Linked DNA regions of Mus musculus: region 1 is linked to region 2. A link is a contact called in public Hi-C data. All regions are on one chromosome and are shown on one strand. The core of a region is the stretch at or near the end of the contact, and the rest is flanking DNA. Distances in the headings are between cores, read along the strand shown. Region 1 has its middle 24 kb from the start of Gm22503. Region 2 overlaps Prdm1 (PR domain containing 1, with ZNF domain).

Region 1 (6,983 bases), core at 3,040-5,539, 260 kb after region 2:
CTTTTAAAGTGCTTGCTAGGGAGAGTGGCAAATGTCTTTTAGAATGTGTATGGCTCTTAAGAAAAACAGAAAAGCACCATGAAGACCATTTTCAGGTTTTTTTTAACACTCAGATCACGGGAGTCACAATACAAATGAGCTGAGTTTCTTTTACGGCTTCCTTTATGGAGTCATGGCCTCCCAACAGAGAGCTGTGATGAGCTAGAGAGGACATCTGTAATGGGTGACACTCTGCAGGAGATGCTTTCCCTAGCTGTTACATGTGCCGTGACCATCCTCTGTATCTAAAATGTGCCGTAGAAAACGTCTAATCTCATGATATTATCATTCAGCTGCAGATAGAAAATATGTATACGTCCCTCAAACCCTCCCATGTCACCTAAACTATCCCACCTCTCCTTCTCGGGTTCTTGTCCTTGCTACCTTGTCAAAGGAAAGCATGCAAAGTAGGTTCCCAAGGGAACCCCTTGCCTCAACCCTTTCTCGGACACTGGTTTTCCTCTTTCGTTCCTGACTCTACTCCAGGAGTCAGGGTTTGGGGGCTGCCTTATTTACTTTCTGGCACTTTTCAGTGTGTGTGATTGGCTGGGCCCTGGGGGAGAGGGGGCACTTAGAAACATGCTATTGACTGTCTTACAGAATTGGTTATACAGTTAAATATGAGGATACTTCTGAAGAACTTTTTGTGTTATTGGAGACTGTGGCTTATTTCTTAAGAAAATAGTAGTCTTGTTAATAAAGGAAAAATACTCATTTGACATAAAAATTCCTTTAAGCTCACTAAAGTATCTATCTCAAATACTTTTTGTGAGGTCATATCTTTTTTTTTCTAAAGCAATTAGGTGCTGTGGGATCCAGTGACTTTCGAAAATTCAGTATTATGAAGTGGAAACAATTTTTTCAAATGCCACGAGCATCTCAATGTGTGAAGTTACGGTGTTTTCGGGAAATTGTTTCTTTTAACACAAGGCCAGAGTGGGCTTGGCCATCATGGGAGGTGTGGTTTTTTCCGTCAGGGCTGTCATGTTGTGATGAAAAGGAGCTGCAGAAAGTCATCACTCTTGTCTTCTTTGTGGTCAAGAAACCTGAACTTTATATGTTAATTCCTAATTTTATTATTTTATATGTGTGGATCTTTGCCTGTGTTCGTGTGTGTGTGTGTGTGTGTGTGTGTGTGTGTGTGTGCGCGCGCGCGCGCGCGCACTACACCCTTGCCTGGTATTCAAGGAGGCCAGAAGTTAGAACTGGATCCTCTGAAACTAGAGTTACAAATGGCTATGAGTTACCATGTAGAGACTGGGACTCAAACCCATGTTCTCCGGAAGAGCAGCCTCTGTTCTTAAATGCGGAACCGTTTCTCTAGCACCAGTATGTTCATTTCTCAACATTGGATCTACAAAGAAAACTCCCACAATAGCCAATCTCCTTTCATTTCTATTTCTATTCTCCATTTTTCCTCCTCTTATAAGCCTTATTAATTCCCACTTTAACACTGATTATTCTTTGGTTTTGTGACTGAACCTCGGGGATCCCAAGTTGTGTGCCATTGGTCACGTTATTCCTATATTTAAATTAAGGCTATGTCTACTTCTGTTTACTCTTATGTCTGCGAATCTTCTCCAATCTTAGTTTGTTTAGCTGAGCATGGTGGTGGAAGCCTTCAATCCCAACACTCCAGGGTCTGAGGAAGATATAAATTCCACAGCCATCCTAGGCTGCATAAGGAGAAGCTATCTCAAAAAAATAAAAATAAAAAAAAAAGAAAAAAAAAAAAGAAAAAAAGAAAAAAAAAGAAAAAGAAAAAAAGACAAAACAAAACAAACAAGCACACATAAAATATTCACCTTCTTCATTTATTTATCTTTTAGTATTGATGTTTCCTCTGAGGGCTTGTATAGTTTATGTCTAAACTGTGTTGTCATTTAGCACATAGTCACTCATTTATCAACTTATGAGACATAAAAGGCAAGTTCAGACTTTTCAAGGAATTTATATATTAATAGAATTCATGGCTTATATTTATGAGGAATATTTCAAAGTAAAAATATTCTGTAAGAAATGGAAAATTGGTGGATCCATGATTAAGAGGTAGTATTATATATGTGTATATGTATTTATAATATATATTATTCATATATTTATAAACTTCTAGGGCAGTACTTGCCACATACCATGTACCTGAAACAGTCTCTTTCTATGGGTTTGATAAAAGGGGAGCGAAATCAGTGCCAGCCTAATGGAAGAGGTGACCTTTAGTCCTGACCAAATAGGTCACACAGGAATGAGTGAAGAAAGGCTAAGAACTTTCTGGGCAGCATGACTCAGATTTGGGACTCTGTAACTCATCTTTATGGACATAGATTCTTCTTGCTTAGACATCCAAGAGACCCTCAGGGTACCATGAGGTCTTTGAACTACACATTAAGGACCATCACAATTGGCTATATAAGGCCATCCAACTCTTTAAAAAAGATTTCATTTTTTAAAGTTGTGTATGTGTGTGTGTCTGTGTGTGTGTGTGTGAGAGAGAGAGAGAGAGAGAGAGAGAGAGAGAGAGAGAGAGAGAGAGAATGCATGTGCTCATGGAGGCCAGAGATTGTGATTGGAGCCCAATATAATAATTGGCTAATGTCAACAATGGCTCCCATTAAAACTTTATATAAGTATACATACATACATACATACATACATACATACATACATACATACATGTGTGCATGCATCTATGCATCCTATCTTATCATCTATCTATCTATCTATCTATCTATCTATCTATCTATCTATCTATCATCTATCATGAAAATTTTAAGAAGTAGACACTCAGGTATATAAGTAGTATAAATGGATAGAGTCAGCTATTAATTATTTGCCCAAAGATAATAACAGAGACAATGCTAGTAGTAAAATCAATTACTCTTTCTACAAAAGAAATTAATCAGAGTAAGGAAATAGATATGCATAGACAGGATGGTGACCTGCCAGTGTAGTTTCTGCCAATTTTAAGTCCCTGGGGCTTTTTAGCATCACTTCACCATGTCCCTTCACTGTCTGCGGGCAGATGACAGATGCGTTTGTATTTGTATATGAACCAGATACACCTGGAAACCCCAGCTATGAAGTGCACCATTGGAAGTGCACATTCTTTAGCTGTTTTTCATCAGGGAATTGCATCAGGAGGAACTTAGCAGAGCTTTTCAGAGGTCATGTTAATAAGTCTTCAGAGATTTCGAGTGTACCTTGGCCATGGCCCCTTCTTTAGAATATATCATCCTTTGGCATGTCTGTATAGGGCCAGGCCTCCCTTCATCTTTCTCTAGTGCATGCCCTAACCAGACTTGATAAGCTTCAGCTCCAACATTCAAGATGGACCTATATTATATTCTAGCATCTACACCCTAAAAACTTAAACAGGGGATCTTTTGGGTATTGTGTTTTATTTTACTTTATAAATGGAAACTACAGATCAGTATTAACTGAAGAATTCGGATGTACTGAATAAATATACCCAAAACTTAAACAGACTTAAAGCTTGATGGAGCTCTATGACTGTACAGTGAAGGTAATGCTGTCTTAAAGTGAGGATGTTGGGGCCAGTGAAGGAAAGCAATTTGCCCAGGGCCTGAGCCCTTGAGCAGGCTGACAATGCTTTGTGACTCTGCTGTGGTCCATCCCAGTAAGGGATGAGGCTCCTTGACAACTGCAGAAGCTTCATCAATAGATGTGAGCCACATCATCTCCTGTCTTGAGAGTGTGAACTCAGAACAAGCTTGTTTTCATCGAGATAGACCACTATACTTTGGCATGAAGCTTTTGACAAGATGCTCAAGAGATCAAACATACCACACAAGTGGCTCTTAAACATTCCTGCCCTTTCCAACCATCTGAGTTTAACTCACAAAATCCTGAGACTCTGACCCCAATATTGATTCATAACATCAAAATGCAGGTTGATGTATGTGTGTGGGACCATTGGATGAGGTAGTTCTCACAATGTTGGAGGGCCTATGCTTTATTTTGCTATCTATCAGTGGTTGCTTTTGGCCTCTTATTTCTTCCTCTGTGAACTAAACTAAGCTGCCTACATATGTCCTATACAAGAGACAGTTTCCCTCCTGGGCATTGCTTTACATGGCCAATGATTATTTTTTGTTGAGGGAAGACTGTATCATCAAGGCAAATGACCGTGTATCTATCTTTGCCTTTGTGGACGGCAAGTAATTCTACAACATGTGGCTTCCTGCTTGTCTGTACACCCCCCACCACACTGCACGTCTGCCCTTCCATGAGCAAAAGTTTCACTCTTGAAATTAGTGGGTGACCTTTCTTGTTTTTCATATACCCCAAGAAAGAGACACATTGCTATCAAGCAGTTTTTCGACCAGTTTCTACAAAGAAAGAGACAGTCTCACAGCAAAGCCTGAGCAGTAGTGGCTTCAGGGCCAGGCAGAAGACCACCTTTTCACTGCTGACTGCAGGGCAGGCACTCACTTCCTGAATGCTTCCAGCATCTCTGTGGCTGCTAAGGTCTTCCCGTAACATGTCCAAGTGCAGAGACAACTATTCTCTTTCTACTTCATTTCAAATAGAAGGATGAACTGCAGTGACCAGAATGTCTGCCCTTCCCTGGAGGCTTGGAACTTGAGACTCATTGCAGAGCCATACTGCCCCTTTACTCTCAGGAACAGCCCACTGTTTCAATGCATAGGAGCTAAATAAAACCCTCATCTAGAGAAACCTGGTGTGAGAAAGAGAAGACATGTCCAAGCGAAGAAAGGGTAACCTTAGGCAGAAGGAGGGAAGAATGCAGGAAGAACTGGAATCTGTAGGTAGCCAGCCTGGCCACTGATCCCCACCAAGGTTCTTTCTGGCAATCTCCTCTTACAACAACCCCACCCGCCACGTGCTTCCCTACAAACATAAAGAAAGTTCCAGCACTCTTGGCAGCCAGAGAAGGTACCTTGATCCAGATGGCCTAAGGCTGATCTTGTATTTGATTTTTCCAGTGAAGACACATAACTTAGGTAACACCTCTTTCAACCCTTGCTAGCTTTAGGAAATTTAGTCTTGTAGACCCAATGGGGGAAAAGTCACTATATTAAGTATTAATGTTATAAAATCCAGTTTAGGAAGTAGCTATCTTATTATATATTTTTCTTTATACAACAGAGAAACAGGGATTTTATAAAACCCCCCAAAGCAAAAGCTATGTAATGTATCACATGTAGAAAAATGTCTTTGTAAATATTTTTCTGTAATTATTTTTTAGTCATTTAAATAATATTTTATTTCTTGTTATCTAGGGAATAATTGATGTTTTTTAAAAGGTAAGTCTTTGAGAATTGGGAGGCTCTTACAATGTATTTTGATCATATTAGCCTTCCCTTCCTGAAGCTATCTCCCCTTTTCTACCCACCCAATTTTGTGTCCTAGAAGAAGAAGAAGAAGAAGAAGAAGAAGAAGGAGGAGGAGGAGGAAGGAGGGTAAGGAAGGGAAAGGGGAAGACTAATTTGTGTTACCCTAACACTGCTGGGTGTGTGCTCTTCCACTGGAGTGTAGTCAGTTTATTAGGAGATAAACTCTTAGCTAAAATTCTCTCTCTATCCCATGGCCAGGGACAGGAATATGAAACCCCATGTGGACAGACTCTTCTAAGAGAAAAAAGGAAATTATCATATCAAAATGGTGTAACAGATTAACTCACTAGAAGGTTTTTCTAACCTAATACCTATAATTAGAACAAGTCTAACACCAGGCCATGATATGGCTGCTCTGATGCAAAGAGCCATGACTTTCCTCAGCAGACCTGGGCTCCAGTTCCACTGGCAGCTTCCTAATCTGGAAAATGGTGATAGTAACTGTGTCTCACAGGTTTCTTATGAATGCTGACATGGTGTGTATGAAGGACTACCATTCCTGTCACATTGGAAGTATTACACAGGAATTATCATTGGGTTATGGATAGGATGGCTCCTGCATAGTCATCCTTGCTTGCTTATTTGTTTTACTTTGAGAAAATATAATCGTAAAATCTGTTCCAGACACAATTTTCATTATGTTTCCACTAATTGGTAATTATGAGAAAATCTACTCCCCCCCTTGTTTTGTTATGAGATAAATACAAAGTAGATGGCATTACCATTTGTAGTTGTGACTTATATTACCTGTGCTAGAGGTTTTCTTGGTAATAAAATGTCTTTTCCCCTAAAAGGAGAAAACAGCTTATTATAATTCCAAGGAGATTTCTATATTTAAAAAGTCTAATTCCTTTTGGCCTAACTTTGAATTTCATTTAATCCCAAATAAGGAAATTAACAATTGGTGCTAGAACCTTATGTATTACCATATAATTCTAATAACATTATTTTAAACTTATATACAATAAACTATGGTTACCCTAATAAAAACAGGAAGTGAATTGAGGCCTGTATTTCTAATGAACAAATGTTTAAATGTCATGTAGTTAAGATATCACTTGTATAACTGGCATTCTTTCTTTGTATGTAAGTCTTCTGAGTATGTTTTAGGATACTTGTAAATAAGCTGTAAATTTAGATGATATTCCAATTACAGCATTAAGTAGTAAGACCTATAAGTAAGGATGTCCAAACAGACTGCTGTTTTGTACTGAAGTTATTATTTTTATATTTTTCTCTCTGGGTAGCCCTGGCTGTCCACCAGCCTTGCTTCAAACTCACAGAAAGCCATCTGCCTCTACCTCCCAAGTGCTGGGATTAAAGGTATGCACCACTATCGCTGAGCAACACTGAATTTATTCCCTGAGGACTGAAGGCTCTGCCTGTTTGGAGGAGCTGGCAACTGTGTCTGCTCCTGAGGTTCGACTGATTTTTGTATCCATCTACTTTGGTGAAAGTGCTTACCAGCTGTAGGAAATTCTCAATGGAAAATTTCAGGTCCCTTATGTATACTATCAAATCATCTGTAAATAAAGGCACTTTGGCTCTCTCCCACCCCAATTTGTATGT
Region 2 (7,118 bases), core at 182-2,681:
GAAGTATCCTTTGTGCTCTTATAAAACAGCCCTTTTGGGCTTAACTGAGAAGGAACTCCAAGCTTGCTACCTGATAGGTCTGAAGATGAACTCTGTGGAAGCCCAGAACTAAAGCTTTCAGATCCATTCTCCAGGCTGACAGGCTGGAGGGATTTGATGCCAGTCGGAAAGCGCTTTACAGGACGTTATCTCCTGCTGGCTGTTATCAGTTACTCCTGGGTAAGCCAGAGCCCCAGAATAAACACCGTGGACAACACTATCAGGGGAGATGTTGATGGGGTCAGTGACAGAAAGCTTTCTGGGGGAGAGCAATTTCTCAAGCCTCTCAACCAAAATAAATATCCCCTTATCAGCCCAATATCAGTCCTTCGGGTGAGGCCCAGCAGGCAGGAAGTTCAAATTGTCACTTTTGTTTTTTAAAGCTAAAATGGTAAAGGAAGAGAGAGACAGGTTAAGCTGGAAGGCTGACAGGCGAGGCATCCCACAGTCACAGGAAGGGATTTACTGGAGGTAAGACAAAAAGATAATGATTTTAGAAGCACCCTCAGGTTAAGAGAAAAGAAGTTGTGTGCGCATGTGCGTATGCCTATGTATGTGTGTGTGTGGGCGCGCGAGAGCGAGCGCGTGAGAGTGTGCAAGCCTGCTTGTGTACGGCCTTCCTAACTCTGCTCTTTTTTTGATGGGGGTTCTGGGGGAAGACTTATTGTGCAGTCTCAGTAGGTCTGGAACTTGTTATATAGATTGGACTGGCCAAGAATAAAGAGATCCACCAGCGTCTGCCTCTCGATCACTGGGATTGAGGGTGTGTGCCACCACACCCCTGTCTGTGCCATTTTTTTAATGTGGCAAATCACATCAAAGACTCATAATGTTTTTGTAGTAGTCCCACAGTGGAAACTTAACAAATGAAAGCTGTTAAGTATAAAGAATTGGGCTTTCTTCCAGTGTAGAGCACAGGTTTAATCGGCTCTCTTCTTGCTAAGCACTTTAGTTACTGAACTACTGTGAAGCTAATGACTGAACCAAGAAACAATGAAGTCAGAGCTTTTCATTTTCTCCGTGACATGCATAATTTAGCGTTTGGTGGCTCTGTCTTCAGAAAACAAACAAACAAACAAACAAACAACCAGGCTGAGAACTTATCCTGAAGGAATATCCGCAGCAAAATGTCAGTCTCTAAAATACTTTACAGCTGGAAATTATAGACTGTATATGAAGGTACATTTTTAAAAACTCATCCTTCAGCAGCTGACTAATCACAGGAGCTGATATCATTTCTAACTCTCCCACTTAGCAGCTTGAGTTAACATGAAAAAGAAAATCAAGATCTGTTTTTGTTCTTAAATCTTAAATGGCTGTAGGCGGACAGAGTCATTTCAAGAGTGAGCTGCTTTGGAAGGTTCTGAATGGCTTAATTATGCCGACTCACATTTTCGATCTATAATAAGCACCCCTAAGACTACAAGAAAGAACCTAGAAGTTCTGCAGTAGGCAAAACAAAGTCTGTTTTCAACTGAAACCGAGAAAGCAGATTAACATTCAGAAGTCTATAATTTGGTCAACTGATTTCTAGATGGGTTAGTTAGATAGATAGAAAAAAAAATTACCAAAAAGGTTGGGAGGGCCAGGAGCTAAATTTAACAGTTCTTTTCCACATTCCTCTCTCCCTTCTCTTTCCTGTCAGTTTGTGATTTCTGGGGACTTACATTCTTTCATTAGGTTTCCATCCCCTGCACCCCATGATGGAAGTCCTTACGGAGATTCTGGACAGACCTCTATTGTGCTTTAAGCCTGGAAATCTAGCACAGCCCATCTTGGACACTCGATCTGCCTATTAGGCCTGATGAAATGCTGGAAATTTTCCTGATCAGAGTGTCAGTCATCAGTGGCCACACCTGGGCCAACAGGTTTCACAATCAGGAGCAAGAGCCTTGCACGGCAGCTGAATGGTTAACTCTCTTTCTGTCCTAGGAATGTCAGACAAAGGAGGTGTTCCTGTGACCCTCAGAAGACTCCTGCATCAGTCAAAAGGGGGGGGGTGTCTGAAGAGCAAAGCTGTCATTTCATAGCATAATGAAACTTACTTCTGGACACAAAGAGTAAACACTCGGAACAGGCATTGGGGGGATGGTGGGAGGCAGGGGTGGGGGGAGGGCACAGGCCTGTGATCCTAGCATTTTGGAGGTGACAGTGGCTCAAGGCTTTCCCTGACTACATCAAGTCTGAACTGAACCTAAGCAGCACGAGACCTTGTCCATAAACAAACAAACAAACAAACAAACACCCAAAGCAAACCCAAACACGAGGAGAGGGCTTGCTGCTATTGGGCAGGTACCTACCCACCATGCTTAGCTCAAGGGTGTACGTTGCTGAGCTGAGGGCCCGGGCACAAACACTATATTGTGAGCCTACAGGAAAGGTACTGAAGCTAAGATTTTCAGAAAACTGAAAATTCCTGAGAGCACAAGCATTGTAGAATGAACATGGCTAGCGAGACACTGTCCTTGGTCTTAAAAGTTAAAATACTAAAATTAATATTTCTAGTGCTTCAGTGGTAAAATATGAACTACATTTAGTCTCCAGGGAAAGCAAATGAGACTGAAGAGTAGAAACTGGGTAAAGTCTAGCTTGGAACTCTCTATAGATTTCTGGAAATGTTTACTCAAATTTCAGAGACTATTAAAATGAAAACTTTTAAACCTTCAACATTTAGCTTTCATGGGAAGATGGTCATTTGAAAAAGTGCTGTAAGATTCGGCAGTATAACCCAGAACACACACCCTGAGTTAAAATAGAAGTTAGAATTTTTTTTTTTTTATTCTTAAATTGTTCCTAAAGCTACCTGAGACTGACTGAAGAGGGAAAGCTTGCTAGAGGGCATGACAGTAACTTTAGCCAAAATTTAAAAAGAAGAAAAGAAAAAGTAAAAGCTTATAAACCCAAGGAAGCAAGAATTTGTCAAGATAAAGAGATAGGCGGTTACCGTAAGCCTGATTGAAAGATGAGATCAGTCCCCTTTACCATAAGGAAGGAAGCTCAGATATGACATCTCTTAGGGTTATTCACTTAGACTACTTGAACAATTATGACAGTTTTTTTTTTTTTTTCTAGAAAACAGCTTTCCACATTAGATCATGGCTTTACAGGCACACGTATCTTCACAAGATTTCAGTGAAAACTCAAAGCTCTGACCCAGCACAGCAGGAAGGGACTGCAGCTGGCCTGTTCCACAGGTCCATACCCATTGGGATTGTGCCTACAGCCGCTTGCATAAATTAGAATCGGAAATATACTTCTTCCTGCAACTTTCCGAAAACAACATTCTGTACTGGTTATTTTATACAATATATGTAATATGTATATCTTTGATGATTATGTTTTATAATAAGAAGTAGGGACATTAAAGAATGTTTTTCCTCTTCCTCGTCTTAGCTAAAGCCACCTACTTAGTCCAACACATGACGAAGCCGTATAATTAGACAACATGTTATTAGCTCACAGGGGCAGAACTGACATTACTAGCATTTTTAATTTTTTTTTTTTTTTTTTGTTCTGTAATCCACTTACTGAGATTTATCACTGTGAGCTCTCCAGGATAAGGGTAGTGGAGCCTCTCCGCAAAGTCCCGACAATACCACACAAGAAGTTCCTGGTTGGCAGGGATAGGCTTAATAGTGTAGAAGTAGATGTTCATCCCGTTCTGACAGGCAGCCAGGTTTTGCTCCCGGGCAGAGTGAGCTGGATTCACGTAGCGCATCCAGTTGCTTTTCTCCTCATTAAAGCCATCAATGAAGTGGTGGAACTCCTCTCTGGAATAGATCTGTTCAAAAGGAGAGGATAGATGCAGTGTGAAAGACAGCCGGCCAGCCCAAAGCGACCGGGAAGCTTCCCTGAATGGCTCAGAAGGAACACAGGCGAGCAACCAACGCTGTACCCATGACTCCAGGCCTCATTGCTGATCCGGTGGGACTCACGCTGAATCAGCAGAAATGGGGGAGGAAACAGGGCACATTGTGCTAGTTACCTTTCCATTTCAATTTTATGGTCTTCTCATGTTGGGGAGGGCAGTGGATAGCAAAATAATAATAATAATAATAATAATATTCCAATTAACAACAGCCGAGAGTGGGTGAAACTACCATAAAGAGGTACTCTTGCTACAGTAGCGAATATCGATCAGGCGACTCTGCTCAGCCCAGAGTTCCAACTCTGCTGACTTCTAGTGCTTTGAGTCACTGGGCACAGCAGCCGAGAGGACTGCGTCAAACTGAGTCTCACCTTTTTTCTATGGCCTCTGTACTTGTGTTTCCTACACCTCCGCCCGCCCGGGGCTTAGGCTCTGCAAACATCCTCCACCCCCAACCCTGAGTCCCACAGTAACACTTGTTCAGATGAATACTTGGAACCCTGCCTTTTTGTGGAAACACTGGGTGGGGCAAAGGTGAACTTCACCTGCCATAACAGAGTGAGGCACTGGCACGGAGGCCAAAGTTTGACAGCCTATCGAGAAGTAACTTTTCCTCTTGGTAAACACAGGCGGCCACCCTGTGCCTCTCTCTTGAAAAGGAGTAGAGAGATTTGCCCATATCTGTGAGGAGGCTGGCATACACGGTCTACACACACAAGAGCCACGAGTTTGGCCTTTTGGAAAAAGAAGAGAAAGAAAATATATGGTTCTTCTTCAGCAATGCTACCTCTGACTCACAGCTGTACTCAGAGTGCTTGGTTAAAGGCATAGTTAAGAGCAGGGGAGAAATACACTCCTACTGAAACCAAGGGGTCAAAGACTCACTCCTCATCCTCTCCAGAAAAGCTCCTCTCCTTGAAGAACCACCGCCTTCCTTCAGAGCAGAGAGCCCTCTTTACACACAAGACAGTCTCCAAGAGGTACGGCGCTTCCATGCTCACCTCAGGGAGTTTGCTCTACAGGGCTATTTGCTGTATTCTTAGTCACACACAGGCTGTGTGAACGTTTCTGTATTTCCCTCTAACGTTATCAGAAATAAAAAAGGAACTCTGTCCCTTTAACACAGGCAGTAAACAGCAGAATCAGTTTCTTTTAAGAGAGACTTCCTGTGAATTGTATGTGTGTGTGTGTGTGTGTGTGGGGGGTGCGTGTGGCTTCATCAAAGCAGCCTGCGAGAGCTTCCGCGGTGTATCTTGTTAAGAGAAAATGTAACAAGACCGACTGGATTCTGCTATCAAGAGGGGTTTTCAAGTTTGTTTACTCTGACGCGCAAACTTCCAGGAACAAGGGGTTCCATCGCCCTTACACCAGGGTGGAAACAGCTAGCAGAGGGTGTGCCGATCCCAGTAGGCCTTTCATGGCTACGGTTTACTGTATCCTTGTTTTAAAAAAAAGGACCTTGGATGTCGTGAAAGTCACACGCACCCCAAGAAACTAGCATCATGCTTTTGTAAAAGGCACACTGATACCAGCCTTTCCATCCAGTATCAAGAAGACTAAACACAAGCTGATTCATACTACAGTTACAAGAAATGTCACTGCTTTCTCAACCTGAGCATCTCTGACTGTGTAATTTGCATGACAACCTTTCATTCCTCACAACACAGAGATGTTCCTATTCCTGCTTGACAAATCAGGATCTTCCAACCTGTGAAAAGATTCATTCCTGTCTTCCTTGCATGTGGACAACTGACTTAAATAATTCCTCCCAAGGGAAGCCTTCTAGTTATTTAGTCTAATTCTTTTTGTAAATCTTTAAATGGGACAGTGGGGACAGTAATGGGAGAGCCTTTGGTGCTTCTTGACCGTTTTCAAAACGACAGTGTCGGATTGTCTTCATTCATACCAGCTGAGGCCAAGATTAATCTACCACTGGTGGCTCCCATCTGAGAACAGCAATAAGGGCGAAACCGCTCATAATCTCAGACTGCGATCTTGGAGCAATATAATTTAACACCAACTAAGTATTAAATAAATAAAAATTGAGAACAAATACTTAACAAGACTACAGATGCAGTTGTAGAAGTAGTACGTTTCTGGAAACAAAGACTTCCTAGCTGAAGACAGACTCTCTCAGGAATAAGTAATTTTTTAACCAAAGTCTTTTTCTCATGTAATCCAGTTGTGGATATTACCATTTCTCTGGGTGGTGTATATTTCATGTCTGTGTGAGGAAAACAGCTCACTAAATTTGTATAAATAGCTCTTCATTTCTACACTGAGGAAAACTGAACATGCCAGAGACATCTCAGAGAACAATTTTTACCCATGAATCCCATCTCCCAGGTCACCTCAGAATCCTCGCTAACCCTGACACTCCAAAGGAGATAGCATAGGCCAGACCTTTAGAATAGTTATTCTACCTGAGTCTACAATCTCATAGGCACACGAGGATTTTCCTCATGCTTAACAACTATGATACTGTCAAATGTAACCGTTTTATGGTGCAGATGGATTTAAATAAAACTAGCTCCATGATCCTTCCCAGTTCCACTAACCCACCATCTACCTCTCTTAGTGACATTTGTCTTCGACATCAAGTTCACTCAGGATAACTCTTCCATTCAAATGAAGTTAACTCAGCAAGAAATCAAGAAAGGGTGAAATGTAAGTCTCCGTGACTCATTACTACTTCCTCGAAGAGAAATGCAAATGAGCCTGCCCTTGAAGCAAGCGGCAAACTGTTTCCTTCCCTCCCAGACCTGTATGCAATGAGTTGCAAAAATTGAGATTCACAGGTAGTCCACATCTAACCACCTCCAGCTAATATTCTAGGCAGAGCGTTTAACCAGTTCTAGGGAACTTGCTCAGAATTCCAGTGTTTCCCTGGGTGAGCCCTGCTGTGTTGAAAGGGAACTGAGCCTGTTCTTTAAGCTCCATTTACCCCCTATAGTGAAAAGTCTTAAAAAAAAGGTTTTCTTACTTACCCGCCAAAAATACTTCCTGTTGGCATTCTTGGGAACTGTGTCATTAGTGTAGACTTCACCGATGAGGGGTCCAAAGCGTGTTCCCTTCGGTATGTACTCCTTACTTACCACGCCAATAACCTAAAGGGGAAAAAAAAAATATGAGGTCATTAGTCAGACTCTGAGATGGCAAGCTAGCTAGCTGAGTGAATTGAACTGTCAATTGATAACCCAGCACGGCACCA

What was found. A called contact is a pair of places that touch in the nucleus more often than the background predicts.
Region 1: a contact with region 2 is called in a Hi-C map of regulatory T cells, with 4 times the contacts expected there. The contact joins two enhancer-like sites. A contact is called at or near these places in 1 of 39 promoter capture datasets (macrophages), 2 of 15 datasets of contacts at CTCF or cohesin (large pre-B cells and pro-B cells), 14 of 484 Hi-C or Micro-C datasets (B cells, CD8 T cells, Th1 cells and 9 more), 8 of 115 datasets of contacts at active chromatin or transcription factors (the 230-238 cell line, bone marrow-derived macrophages, a colorectal cancer cell line and 4 more) and 3 of 9 other capture datasets (adipose tissue, embryonic stem cells and macrophages).

What each region holds. Positions count from the first base shown.
Region 1 is chr10:44,704,757-44,711,739 of GRCm38.p6, forward strand. No RefSeq gene overlaps it. Among named protein-coding and RNA genes, the nearest start is that of Gm22503, 24 kb to the right of the region's middle. Within about 2 kb of position 4,290, at least 8 of the 459 cell types and tissues checked have an H3K27ac peak or open chromatin away from gene starts, as enhancers often do. A contact at or near this core is called in Th1 cells and regulatory T cells, where this site is marked.
Region 2 is chr10:44,443,225-44,450,342 of GRCm38.p6, forward strand. It overlaps Prdm1 (PR domain containing 1, with ZNF domain), which reads right to left. Exons shown (of 7, transcript NM_007548.4): 3 at 6,895-7,014; 4 at 3,568-3,820. Among named protein-coding and RNA genes, the nearest start is that of Prdm1, 12 kb to the right of the region's middle. Within about 2 kb of position 1,432, at least 28 of the 459 cell types and tissues checked have an H3K27ac peak or open chromatin away from gene starts, as enhancers often do. A contact at or near this core is called in Th1 cells and regulatory T cells, where this site is marked.